Linked DNA regions of Sus scrofa: region 1 is linked to region 2. The links are chromatin contacts, called in public HiChIP or PLAC-seq maps. All regions are on one chromosome and are shown on one strand. Each heading gives the region's core, a stretch centred on a gene start, on an enhancer-like site or on the middle of the called end of the contact. The rest is flanking DNA. Distances are from core to core; before and after follow the strand shown.

Region 1 (3,577 bases), core at 714-3,213, 250 kb after region 2:
GCCAGTTATAAGTCTTCTTTGGATAAATGTCTACTCGGATCCCTTGCCCATTTTTTAACTGGGTTATGTGTCCCTTTTATTACTGAGTTGTAAGAGTTCTGTATAAATTTTGAGTACACGTACATTATCACATACATAATTTTCATGTATTTTCTCCCACTCTGTATCTCATCTCATCTTAGTGCAGCTACTTGCACTAAATAAACATATGCTGTGTTGCTATCCCCATTTTACAGATAGAACTGGCATGTTCTCTGATTAAACAGACTTGACAACTGGCAGAGTCAAGAGTAAGTGCTCCTGTTTTTATTAATTTAAGAGGCCATATATTGATATCAACATTGGGACAGATCGTCCAGGAAGTCTCCCTCTGTTCACTGATTTTGGTATATTCAGAGACAATATTATTTCCAAGTTCCAGCAAAGATGGTTTATGCATTCACTTGAAAAATAGTTTTGACGTGTTACGTAACAGGTACCATGCTTGACCCCCAGCTTAGGATGCATGTGTGCACAACCAAATCCTTGTCCTCATTAGTCTTATAATTTGGAGGTATTATGCAAAATCCTTAGCCCTAAGTCAAATTCTTGATAGCAAACTGCCCAAAGAAAGACATGTTTCATCTTAATGCTTAAAGATCCACCCTCAACTCAGAAGAAACATTACAGATTTTAATGAAAGTAATATTCTGTTTTTTAAAAAGATCCAAAGTGCCAAATTAATTTGTGGCCTGGGACGACCTTGCTGTGAGTATTGACCTTAGTAAGCCCTCATTTGCTTCTTATCAACCCTTTTTGTAATCAGCAATGCTCACTTTAATGACACTTGTCAAAGTAAAACTTGACTAGAGGAGGAAATTCTCCTATTTTTACCTTTAATCAGAAAAATCTGAAAGTTCGAAGTCTCTATTCTGGCCAGTTCCTACTCTGTGCTAAATAAAAATGTCGTAATAGTTCCATTAAACATAAAGACAGAACATTGTATATCAACTATGATAGAAAAAATAAAAATCTTAAGCAAAACCCACAAAGCCAAAAACAGAGACCTACAAATCCACCAACTTAAAAAGGGAGTTCTAACCTGGTCTATCAAAGCATTTGTAATGTAGAGCACAGGACCCGATAATGCCCAGAAGTCAGAAGGCCCAGCCCTGAGTGGCCCAGGAAAACTCTAAATGATGTTTTCTCTCTTCATGAGTTCTCACTAATGCTACATTTGAAATTAAACATATCCATGTTCTTTTGTTATTAAAAAAAACCAAAAAAAACACTGAATATTCTTAACTAGGATTGATAAAAGAACTTGTTGAGAAGGAAAGGCAGAACTCATGGCTTATTATTAGAAATACATCCATCTTTACTGTGCAAATTTAGTAAATGAAGTAACAGCCAGCAAGGAAAACTAAACTGGGGGAGAGACACCATGCCTGTCTCCAGTTCCCAGTACCCTCAACACGCCACCTTCTAACTGAAGGTCCCCAGGCTCCCTTCGGCTAGAGGTGCCTAAGAATTATGAAGCCCAGCTGAACCAGGAGGGTGTGATCCGAGGTGATCCAGAAGATGGCCTGGCCCGCTCCCTACAAGAGGCAGCATCATAGTTCAAGACAGGGCTTTTCCACACCGTGAGCAGGGAGGCTAGGCATTTTCTGGAGGCATCTCAGGGTTGCTTTGGGGGGTCAGAGAAGCGCCGTACACAGGCAGAGCACTAGGCCTCCAAGGATGTTTTCTGAAGACCGAAATCAGATGGCGACACAAAGATCTGAAAAGCTAATTCTAGAGGAAGTCTAGGCCAGGCAGACAACAATGTGCAGCCGATCTGGACGACCAGGTGAGGACAAAAGGGGAGAATGAATAATGAAGCTGGTGGGGACCAGAGTCAAAAACAGGAAGGGTGCGGTCTTGGCCAAGGGTCAGGGTCAGGGTCAGGCCTTTATCCACTGACAGGAATGCCTATTGTGGAGTGGGTGCGTCTGCTTAAAGGAGCAGCCTCGGGATCCTTCCCCTAGAGGCACCGGGCTGCTGTGATCTCCAACTCCAAAAGGCTGCTTGTGGACCAGTCTCTCATCCTTCTGGCTCCCCAGATTCCTTGCCTCCCACTGCCAATCACTTCCCACAAAGCACTGAAGGTGAACAGCAGAAAGTAGATAGTCATTCCTGTGATGGATGGGGGTCTTTCCCAGGATGCCTGAATAAAATCCTAAATACTTACTGCAGTCTGGACGGACCAGGCCCCTGCTAAGTCACCTCTCTCCTCCTCATGCCTGCTCCCTTTCCCTGCCCAGGGCTCTGACCCTGCTGGCTCCTGACCCACAGGCACCGCTGGGCTCTGGCTATGCTCAAGTCTGCTCAGAGGCCCTTTCTTCCTCTTCACACCATCACTCTCTAGCCTCTGATGCTTCTTCATTCTTCAGCATTTTCTTCTCATCTGAAATTATGTATCTATGTTTGCTGTCTACCTCCCCACTGGAAGTGAGCTCTACTAGGGTATGGACTTTGTTTTGATTACTGCTCTGATCCAGGTACCACCAGGGAACAGTGTCTGGAAGATAAATGTTCCACAAGTTGAGTAAGTGAATGAGTAAGTCTGACTCGATCTTAAACATGTTGAGGCCTCCGGGTTTCCCTGGCCCCCTCTCTGTTTTTGTTCCTGATCCATTAACCATTCCTAAGTTTTACTTCTTGTCTACTGTGACTAAGGATCTGATCACCCAGCCTTACCCACTCCTTTGCCTAACCTCTCAACTGTCTTGCAGGCCTGTCCTTCCCTAAACCAACCTAAGGCTCTACCTCTTTACTCTCACATCCCAACCACCCAAAGGTCTCTCCTCTAAAAAGCCCCAACCGTGTGGACTGAGGACTCTGCAAACACACAGTCTCCCATCAGTGGCCACCAGTCTTTTTTAGGGCCTCCCATCGAGGTCCCCGGCTCACATCCCGCAGAAACAATTCCAAGCTTCCATGACTTTCTTCAAGCTTTCTATTCTCCCCTCCGCTCAGCAAATGACATCACCTCCACAGAAACAAAAGAGAGGTTATTAGGTCAGACACCCTGGGTTTCCTCCTTCTCAGTGATCAACAACCGCCCGCCTGCTCTTACCTCCTTCCTGGCAGCATGGAGGACGGATGTCCCTCTTCCTGCCCAAAGCTAACCTTCCACCAGAGCTCTGGAGCCCAAGGCATCCAGCCCACCTCCTTAGGGAGCGCTCCCGTCATTTACCCAACCCCTCCCCATCTTCAACCTCCCCTTCTCATCGGGCTTTCGGCCCACTGCACCCCAATCCTCACAACTCTCCCATTTCAAAATAAATGAATATGCCGAACTAATAAACTCCCCAGACATTGTGTCTCTGTCTTATCAATGTCCCATGAGAGCCTCCTTCTCCCTGTTCTCATGTGGCAGAGAAAGACTTCCTGTGAGGGCACCCGTTCCATGGGATCAAGATTCACCCTCACGACCTCCTTTAACCATAGTCACCTCCTATAGTCATGGAGGCAGGGGATGGGATGGGGTGGAGATGAAAGTTAAGGTTTCAAAAGAAATGGGGGGGGCACAGTTCAATCCACAGTGGTCAACAAT
Region 2 (3,793 bases), core at 1,048-3,547:
AGCATCTAGAACTTTCCAAGGTCTAGTGATACCCTTGGCCACACAACAGCCTCTCTGAGTCACCAGAGTAACTCACCTTGAAGTCACCTATGGGTATTTACTGAGTCTCAGCAGCAAGCCCAGTGTGGTGATAGGGGAGGCAGGGGCACAGGTGGGCCACAGCTAGGGAACCACAATCGCCTTCGCAGCGTTGTTCCTGTCTTCAGATGCTCTCGCAAACACTGTCTCGAGGGGATGCGACCAGGTGAGCAGGTGAGCTTGCAAATTCCAGTTCCACCACGAGTGGGCACCCTCGGCCTCCTCCCTGGTGCCTCTAGGCATCCATTTAATCTTCCAAAAAGGAGAGTCCACGCTGGTCCCTATGCAGCTGGGTTTCCACAAGGATCCAGGGCATCCTCCATGACAAGCAATGGGATGCTGGCCGTCACCACCCACCATCCCTGTGTCACAGAAGGAAATACTGGCCAAAGGGCACAGAGAGCAGAATGTAAAAAACGTTACTGTTTTTTGTTTGTTTTTTGTCTTTTTGGGGTGCACCTGTGGCATACAGAGGTTCCAGGGCTAAGGGCTGAATTGGAGCTGCAGCTGCCAGTTTACACCACAGCCACAGCAACACCAGATCCAGCTGCATCTGTGACCTTCACCACAGCTCACAGCAATGCCAGATCTTTAACCACTGAGAGAGGCCAGGGATGGAACCTGCATCCTCATGGATACTAGTCAGGTTCATTACCACTGAGCCATGACGGGAACTCCAGGTTTCCATCTGCCTTCACACACCCTCCTGGGCAATTTGTGAGGATCACCTGCCCCCAGTGAGGAGACTCAAGGCAGGCTTCTCACTATTTGTCACTCCTGATATTTGGGGTCAGATACTCCTCTGCTGGGGTGGTGGGGGGGGTGGCACCATGTGCATTCGGGGAGGTTCAGCAGCAGCAGCCCTGGCCTCCACCCAACAGGCCAGCAGCACTGTCCCGCTTGTAAGCACCCAAAAGGTCTCCAGACGTCGCCAGCTGTCCCCTGAGGGGGTCACATCACCCCTAGTTTAGACCCATGGAGGCGGGTAGTTTGACAAAGCGCTGGTGAGGAGCATGGTCCCGGGGACAGAGTCTGGGACTGACGTGTCTGGGAATTCAATAAAGGGGGCATTTGAGGTGAGGGTCTCTTGTCATCAAACGAGGACCTACATCAGACAAGGCCATGCTCACGTCCCACTGTACAGAGGGAAGACCATGGGAGGGGTGGCCACTGAGGGAATAAGAGCCAGAGGCCCAGAGGGGACCACGAGGGGCAGGAGAAGAGAGGGGCCTGTGGTGGGGAAGGGGATAGAATACAGGCCCCAGGGAGCTGTCAGCAGAGTTGGGACCCAGGAGGAGTTAGGCTCCAGGGGCCCAGCAATGCTGGTCCCCATGGGGGTGGGGCCGAAGGGACCCACACGCCCAGCCAGTGTGGGAAGATCCATCTAGAACAACAGCCCCCCCCCACACACACACACACCCGTGACCCCCAGGAGGGCCTCCCCTGGCTCCCACAGAGTCCTGACAAGTGGCCTGGCATCGATGGCCACAGACGAGCCGGGCTGGGGGAGAAAGAAGGTTGGGATGCAAACGCGGGCAAGGATCACAGGAAGGCGGTGAGGAACAGGTGGGCCGTGTGGCACCTGCAGACCCAGCGCCCACCAGGCTGGTCAGTGGCCCTGAGCCACCCTCTGCTCTGAAGTGATGGCTGACCACGTCCCCTAAGATGGGCCAGTGGCCCCAGAGGCCGCTGCCCCTCCCCCCAGCACCCCCCACCCCCGGACGACAAGCCCCGGCCTCTGACGAGCCTCTGCCCGGCTCCAGCTCCGAGGCGGACGTTGCAGAGGTGCTTGTCCTCCCTGCCATCTGGGGAGCCAGGATTTCCTGAGGCAAGTGACAAATGCTCAGGGCTTTCACACTCCCACTCCCCAGGAAATCCGGCCAGGGAGACACCGGAGAAAACAACCCGTGTGTGTTGCGGGGGGGGGGGGGGGGGTCACTGGTCTATTTTTACTCTGCATGGCCTGCCTGGTGCCTACTGCCGTCCACCTGGTAGACTATCAACCTCCTGTGTGTTCAGGAAGGTGCCAGAAGCTCCGGCTGGTGGGGGTGGGTCACACAGGGCAGGCAGGGGAGGCAGGGGTCTGGGGGGAGGTCCCAGGCTGCGTGCCACTTTGGAGAGAACCTGGCGACCGGCCCCAGGGGCTGTAAGATACAGGCCTTCTGATTTTGCCCTAATTTCCAGACCTTTCTCCCTCAGGGCTCCACCCCACTCCCTGACTCATTCAGAGACTCCCACGTTGACTCAGAAACCTGTCCAGTTGCTGTGAGCAGGAAGATCTCTGGGTGAAGAAGCAAACAGAAAATTGACCTAGAACAAGAAAGCCCACAGGAGCATCGTGGGATGCTGTGCCCAGCATTGCGGCCAGACCGCTGCACCACGCTGACAATGATCTGAACTTGTATACACACACACACATACCCGAAGTGGTGGTGGTTCACCCTAGGAAAGCAAGTGACCCCCAGTTAAGCATGACCAGCTGGACCAAATCTGTCTTTTGCTCCAGTCATTGGTGATTTTAGGAGGCAAAAGAAATGCTTGTTGGCTCTCTGAGCTTCCCTAGGTAAGATGCCCCAAAGGCCACCCCTTCCCAGGCCTCTCCCTGGGTGCCATGCAGGCCGGCTGCCGGCAGAGGGGGCCCCAGGCCCGCAGGGAGCCAAGGCTTCACACATGGGTGAGGGGTGGGGGGAAGAAGCCGTCTTGTGTGCCAGCTGCCCAGAGCCCACTGGAGGGAGGATGAGGTCCATCAGAAACTATTTGGCTCCGTCTTCACTCGCTGAACTGACGGAGCCTTGTGTCCATGATGAAGTCACAGACAATGGAAAGTGCCTGGCAGTGAACCGAGATGACAAAACCAGAGGAAGGAAACTGCAGGCCGGCCAGGAGGGAGAGGGAGACCAGGAAGCCCTGCTTCCCCCAGGAGCCAGCATCCCAGGCGGTGCCAAGGTCCACGGGGTTTGCACCGGCTCCGGGGAAGCCCCCGCCTGGGTCTGGTTTTGCATGGCATTGCCCACTGGTCATCCTGAAGCTGGAATTGTGTATTGAGGAAGGGCAAGGGAGAGACCTGGGGTGGTGGCTGGGCGGGCTGGCAGGTCACCCTCCAACCTCACTCATTGCAGATATCAGGAGCTAGAGCCACTTGGCACCTTGAAGTGGGGGCCCCCCCAAAGACCAGGCTGCGATCTCTCCTCCAGGGAGCAGCATCTTTCAAAGGTCGAGGGCTCCTGAGACATGACAGCTTTAGAAAATTAATTGTGCCTGCAGCATGGCGCCTGAAGGGCAGCCTGTGGCTTCCAAGGCCCCTGAGTCTAGAGACAGTGCTCGGAGGGATGGCAGGACAAGAAAATGATGTGACAGACCCCCCACTTAGGCAAATCTTTTTTTTTTCTTCTTCTTCTTCTTCTTTTTGGCCACCCTGCAGCATATGGAGTTCCTGGGCGTGGGATCAGATCTGAGCCACAGTTGCAACCTATGCCGCTGTTGCAGCAAGGCCAGATCCTTAATCCACTGTGTTGGGCCGGGGATCAAACCTGGATCCCAGTGCTCCCAAGATGCCCCCAATCCCATTGCACCACAGCAGGAACTCCTCAGACCCCCACTTAGGAAGACGCCTGCCCATCTGCTTACGGAACAGTAAGACAGCCCCTTATCTGTCCAGCTTAAACCAGATGAGCCCCTGCCTGAGCCTGCAGGTAGCCTGGGAGCAGCTGGGTCA

Evidence for each region. HiChIP or PLAC-seq counts read pairs in DNA pulled down with a chosen protein or histone mark.
Region 1: an H3K27ac HiChIP or PLAC-seq map of skeletal muscle shows a contact between it and region 2. The contact joins two enhancer-like sites. A contact is called at or near these places in 2 of 47 Hi-C or Micro-C datasets (embryonic fibroblasts and omental adipose tissue) and 1 of 2 datasets of contacts at active chromatin or transcription factors (skeletal muscle).

What each region holds. Positions count from the first base shown.
Region 1 is chr10:41,752,783-41,756,359 of Sscrofa11.1, forward strand. All of the region lies in intron 10 of ZNF438 (zinc finger protein 438), which reads right to left. Among named protein-coding and RNA genes, the nearest start is that of ZEB1, 260 kb to the right of the region's middle. Within about 2 kb of position 1,964, at least 14 of the 83 cell types and tissues checked have an H3K27ac peak or open chromatin away from gene starts, as enhancers often do. A contact at or near this core is called in skeletal muscle, where this site is marked.
Region 2 is chr10:41,499,049-41,502,841 of Sscrofa11.1, forward strand. No RefSeq gene overlaps it. Among named protein-coding and RNA genes, the nearest start is that of SVIL, 320 kb to the left of the region's middle. Within about 2 kb of position 2,298, at least 32 of the 83 cell types and tissues checked have an H3K27ac peak or open chromatin away from gene starts, as enhancers often do. A contact at or near this core is called in skeletal muscle, where this site is marked.